Linked DNA regions of Mus musculus: region 2 is linked to region 1. Evidence: chromatin contacts called from public Hi-C data. All regions are on one chromosome and are shown on one strand. Each heading gives the region's core, a stretch centred on a gene start, on an enhancer-like site or on the middle of the called end of the contact. The rest is flanking DNA. Distances are from core to core; before and after follow the strand shown. Region 1 overlaps Prickle1 (prickle planar cell polarity protein 1). Region 2 overlaps Gm30665 (a long non-coding RNA gene).

Region 1 (2,882 bases), core at 213-2,712:
TTCACTGTGCTCAAAATGAAAACAAGTTAGCAGCCACAGGCTCAGTCCCGTGAATTACACACAGGCTGCCAGGAAAGAAACGAGGGAAATACACAATAGAATTTGTAACCACTCCTCTTACGTTGGCTACTTTTACTTGACATCCGGGCTCCTACTGGATTGTCACTTGTCTCCTTAATTTTTGTTTTTTTAAATTTTTATGTGATTGGGTATTTTGCCTGCATGTGTGTATGTCTGTACACTATGTGTCTCTGCCTGGTTCCCAAGGAAGACGGAAGAAAGCATCTTGGGTCAGATGCTCTCTTGACACATATACGATGATGGAGAAGCCATACAGCTGCAGGCTGGGATGTGTGGTTCTTTTTAAATGAATGAAATGGTGAAAGGAGCTAGCTAGTTTCCAAGAAAAGAGAGGGGTGAGAAAAGACAAAGGAGAGGCATGGAAGTGTTAACACTTCCTGTGGCTTAGAGGCCGCATGCGTGGATCACTCCTAAGATAATCCCTGAAAAAGTACACCAACTCTGCCAACCTCCAGCTTGCTTCTCCCTCTGATGGCTCTGGTTCTAAGGCTCCTTAACTCCTTGCCTCCTTGCCTCCGGACAACCGGCCCTAAGGCTTCATACTGCATTTAAATATTTAAATGCTAATGGTAGCAGGTACTGTGGTCACACCACCCGGTAAAACTGGAAGCTAACACTGGGATGAAAGTGGATCTCTGCTTTCCTACAATTGTGGTACCCTTTATGTTGTCGAGAAAGTTTGTTGAAAGGCTGGACTAAAACCTGTGTGAGTTTGTGGTTTAAAATGGGGACATTGCATCCAAGTGACATGTCACACGATTTACCCCCATCAGGATAGGGACTCATCCCACATTCTCAGAGAGAACAGCTCTAAGAAGGGATTTAGACCTTTGGTTTAGGAGGCAGAAAACATGGTCTCTCACCATTTGCAGAGCTTTTGTTTTATTTTTCTAGTTTTGAAAATAGAGTAGCATTTAATTTTTAAAGGCTCTTTTTTTAAAAATATTTATATTCTGTTGTTTTCCTCCTACCCCACCCCCCAGCCAGGTTTGGCAGCAGACAAATGCTCCCCGTTTCAAAATTCAGGTTAAATTGCATCGAAAGTAGCAGTTCTCCTGGTGAGAGCCCATGAGTTACTAATTAAAGTCTTAACCCCTAGTCTCTTCCTTTGACACACAGGGGCGGATCTTACAGGGCAAAAGGGAAAGACCCAAGCTGTCTTCTGACTTTCATTAACACGTCCCCTTTTATTGAGGGGGTGGAGGAATGCACCTCTGTTTCCAGTCTTTGCTAAGACGTGAATTGTCTGCACCTGTGTGCCACGGCTGGGTCAGAGGTGAGAACCCCCGCCACCGTGGAGTCGGAAATGAGGCTGCCTGCCCTTCTGTTGGGGTGCCTGAAAGCCCGTTTACTGGCTGGGGCGGTATCTTGCTGAGTCACCATTTCTCCTGCAGGAATGACTGCAGCCATGAGGCAGGTGCTCTTTTAACTCTGCCCCTTTGTGAGCTGTTCTCAAGTTCGAAGTTTAAAATGTCCTTGGATATTTTGCTAGCGGTGTATTTTAACAAGTGACTCCCCCGACCCCACCAACACTAAGAATTTAGTGTTGCACTGAGAGAATTGCTGAAACATCATTTTACCTCGGTCTGGGATTGGTTAGGATTTAAAGACAGAGGGATTAGGCTTTAACTCTTCTTATACAGGAGGCATTTGCCATCCTGGAACCCTCTCTGTAAAGTGACTGGATCAGACTAATAATTTAAAAAAATATATTAATATTTATTTTATGTGCGTTGGTGTTTTGCCTGCATGTATGTTTGAAGGTGCCAGGTCTCTAGAATTGGAACTCTAGCCAGTTGTGGGCTGCCATGTGGGTGCTGAGAATTGAACTCAGGTCTTCTAGAAGAGCAGCCATAGCCCTTAACCACCGAGCTATCTCTCCGGCCCCCTAACACACAAACTTCTTTATATTAAAATATGTCAGGATCAAAACGTTTAAAGAAAACTGGAATCGTGAAGGTTCTTGTTTTCCTTCTTAGTGCCTCGTGTGTGAGCGATGATTTTTAAGAACTATAAGACAAAGGGATAACACACCGTGCTACCAAAGCCAACATCTCAGCCTCAGGACCACTCCTTGACACCTTCAGTACCCTTTTTCTGAGACAGCTTTCTTATTCAGAAATTTAACACCTCACTTTGACCAATAGTGGGGCTGGTTCCATTTCACACTCAATAAGCCTTCCTAAACGTTGGTTGATAATGAGATTAAACAATCAAGTCTCCAAGCTGGACCCATCTGTGACCTGGCACCGTATCCAGTATTCCGAGGGGATTCGCTGACTGCCTGTCCTGGGTGTAGAAGTTTGATGTCAGGGATTAGAAGTTTAAACTGTACGGTTTACTTCAGGGATAACACTCTCGGCTGTCTCTGCTGCCTCCACTGGAAAACTTGCTTAGGAAATCTGGGGGACTGAGCAGGGTCTCTGCGGCCAGCTTTCTGGGCAAGGCAGAGCCCAGTTCCCCACTTCTGTTTAAACTCTTACACCTCGCAGGATCTCACGCATAGGTAAACAAGTCAAGCAGAGCCATCCCCTTACTCGAGCAAGAAGTATCCTTTAAAGGCAACAGAGAGCACTAGCCTGGTGGCCCGTTTTCTTTGGTACTGAGCTGGTTAAGGGAGTCACTTCCTAATTGCCTGAGTGGCACGGGGCCTGAAGTCAGCAAACCCAGGCGTTTGGTTCACTGTCTCTGAGCCCATCCATATGTAAACTAGAAGCTCTTGGTAGAGAAGCATTGCTTTTTAACACAGCGCCTTCTATGTCACCCACAGCAGCTGTCTCTTGGATGTCCTGTGACTAAGC
Region 2 (2,882 bases), core at 228-2,727, 580 kb before region 1:
GATAAAATGAGATTTAAAAAAAAAAAACAGAATAGGACAAAAAAAAAAAAAAAAACAAACACAAGAAAAAGATCCAAGGGGGAAATAGCCATATAAACCACAAAGAGACAAAGACACATGTTTGTTCACAGAAAAACCCATAACAGCACACAGCTAGAAGCCATAATACATGCAAAGGTCCTGTGAGACTTTATTAAAATGCTATGACAAAACATGACGCTGCCGCTGAGTGTTTTGTGTTGGCCACTGATGGGCATGGGTGGTTAAACCTTAACAGTGCTTTGTGTCTCTAGTGAGAATCCTTTAAAAGAAACTAATTTTTCAGTTGTGAGTGATTATCGATTGGATATAGAGTCTGGGTTAGGGAGGGGCCTGCATTTACCTTTCCCTTTCAGTTGTAGGACCCACGCAGGTCCTGTGCATGCTGCCACAGTCTCTGTGAGGTCACACATGGAACTGTCTTGCCATGTTTAGAGGGCCTACTTTCCTTAACGTTCTCCAACCCCTCTGGTTCTTACATGCTTTTAGCCTTCTAGTCTGCAGGGTTCCCTGAGCCCTGAAGGGAGGGTTCAGATGGAAACATCCCATTTGGGACTGAGTGTTCCAAGGACTCTCACTCACTGCACATTGTGTGGCTGTGGGTCTCCGTCTTTGTTTTTTTTTTTATCTACTGCAGGAGGAAGCTTCTCTGATGATGATAACCGAGCAAGGCCCTGATCTATGAGTATAGCAAGAAGGTCAGTAAAGCACAAAATGTTCTCTCCTTGCCGTTTGTTTCCTACCTTGCAAACATCTTTACCTCAGATAGGCACGCTGGAAATGTCACCAAGTTCTCTGAAATTAATCATGTCTTCACATTTGAAGAAGACAAACCAATGCTTGACTGAGTCACAGTTGACATTCGGGACTTCAAAAACATCCTCCAGTAAATATTAAATTTCTGGAAACAAAATGAACTTAAAAACTTAACTTTGGTGGAAACAGGTTCCTTGTAGTGAGGAATAGTTCCTGGAAGAACTCCTTTGAGGTAGGCTTCCTGTCCACCACAGTTGCAGAATTATTCGACTTTTCCTTGACCAAGATTTTGTTGGAGTCAGATAATGTGTCAAAAATTGAAGGCCTCTTGAGGCAGAGCAGTATGAAGGCACACACACACACACACACACACACACACACACACACACACACACACACACTTCTGACTGAATTGCTCTGCTTGGCTTCATGCTAACTTTGGCAATATGTTCTAATTTTCTGGCTCATTCTCTGGATCATTCTGTCTTCACCTGTGTCTAGCTTGTTCTCTCTAGCACCTGTCTTTGTAAAACTGTCCCACTAAGACTGCCATACTACCACACACCTGTTGTGGGAAATATTAAAAACAAACCGGCATGTTTCTGCTGGCAACTCTCTGCTCCAGCACCTGGCCAGCTATGCACTGTCAGGCAAAAGCCATCCTGTTTTTATCTTGTGGAGACTCTGACTCAGAACTCCACGTCTCTCCACCCAGCTCACTAGGTTCCCACTGACGGGTCGTTACCATGCCAACCCCGTGCTTCAAATCCCCCATGGCCTTTGTGGTGCACATCTGGCAAACCCACGCTTTGCTGCTATACCTTTCTCTCTTGAACCCAGATGAGCCACCTTGTGTAGGAAAACACAACACAAACCTAATTCAGAAACAGTGATAACTCAATCTCTGGGTGCAGCAACTAAAACCTAATCTTGTAAGCCTTATTAAAATCTGATTCCTCCTGTGGCAAATCCTTGCTGATCTGCCATGATACTGAGAAACTCTAGCAGCTACATCTTACCCCTCTGCTGTTCCATTCCAAAAAGGGCCTAACTCCCTCCTGTGTCCTCTCTTCCTCCCTCCAACCCAGAAGTCCCGCCCATTCACCCAGTGATTGGCTCCTTTATTCATTAGGTGATTGGTTCACAAGAACAGCCAGGCCCATCCACAACATAAACCCACATCCACACACCCACATCCACACACTCACATTCACACACTCACATCCACACACTCACATTCACACACTCACATTCACACACTCACATTCACACACTCACATTCACACACTCACATTCACACACTCACATCCACACACTCACATTCACACACTCACATTCACACACTCACATTCACACACTCACATCCACACACTCACATTCACACACTCACATTCACACACCCACATCCACACACTCACATTCACACACTCACATCCACACACTCACATTCACACACTCACATTCACACACTCACATTCACACACTCACATCCACACACTCACATTCACACACTCACATTCACACACCCACATCCACACACTCACATTCACACACTCACATTCACACACCCACATCCACACACTCACATTCACACACCCACATCCACACACTCACATTCACACACTCACATTCACACACCCACATCCACACACTCACATTCACACACTCACATCCACACACCCACATCCACACACTCACATTCACACACCCACATCCACACACTCACATCCACACACTCACATCCACACACTCACATTCACACACTCACATTCACACACCCACATCCACACACTCACATTCACACACTCACATTCACACACCCACATCCACACACTCACATTCACACACTCACATTCACACACCCACATCCACACACTCACATTCACACACTCACATTCACACACCCACATCCACACACTCACATTCACACACTCACATTCACACACCCACATCCACACACTCACATTCACACACCCACATCCACACACTCACATTCACACACTCACATTCACACACCCACATCCACACACTCACATCCACACACTCACATTCACACACTCACATTCACACACTCACATTCACACACC

The links. A called contact is a pair of places that touch in the nucleus more often than the background predicts.
Region 2: a contact with region 1 is called in a Hi-C map of Th1 cells, with 2.1 times the contacts expected there. The contact joins two enhancer-like sites. A contact is called at or near these places in 3 of 484 Hi-C or Micro-C datasets (Th1 cells, myocytes and nephron progenitors) and 2 of 115 datasets of contacts at active chromatin or transcription factors (fibro-adipogenic progenitors and stem cell-derived stembryo).

Annotation. Positions count from the first base shown.
Region 1 is chr15:93,512,606-93,515,487 of GRCm38.p6, reverse strand. Prickle1 (prickle planar cell polarity protein 1) reads left to right here. Exons shown (of 8, transcript NM_001033217.5): 2 at 2,852-2,882. Among named protein-coding and RNA genes, the nearest start is that of Prickle1, 82 kb to the left of the region's middle. Within about 2 kb of position 1,462, at least 51 of the 459 cell types and tissues checked have an H3K27ac peak or open chromatin away from gene starts, as enhancers often do. A contact at or near this core is called in Th1 cells, where this site is marked.
Region 2 is chr15:94,088,641-94,091,522 of GRCm38.p6, reverse strand. The region is part of intron 2 of Gm30665 (a long non-coding RNA gene); the gene reads left to right. Among named protein-coding and RNA genes, the nearest start is that of Gm30665, 18 kb to the left of the region's middle. Within about 2 kb of position 1,477, at least 22 of the 459 cell types and tissues checked have an H3K27ac peak or open chromatin away from gene starts, as enhancers often do. A contact at or near this core is called in Th1 cells, where this site is marked.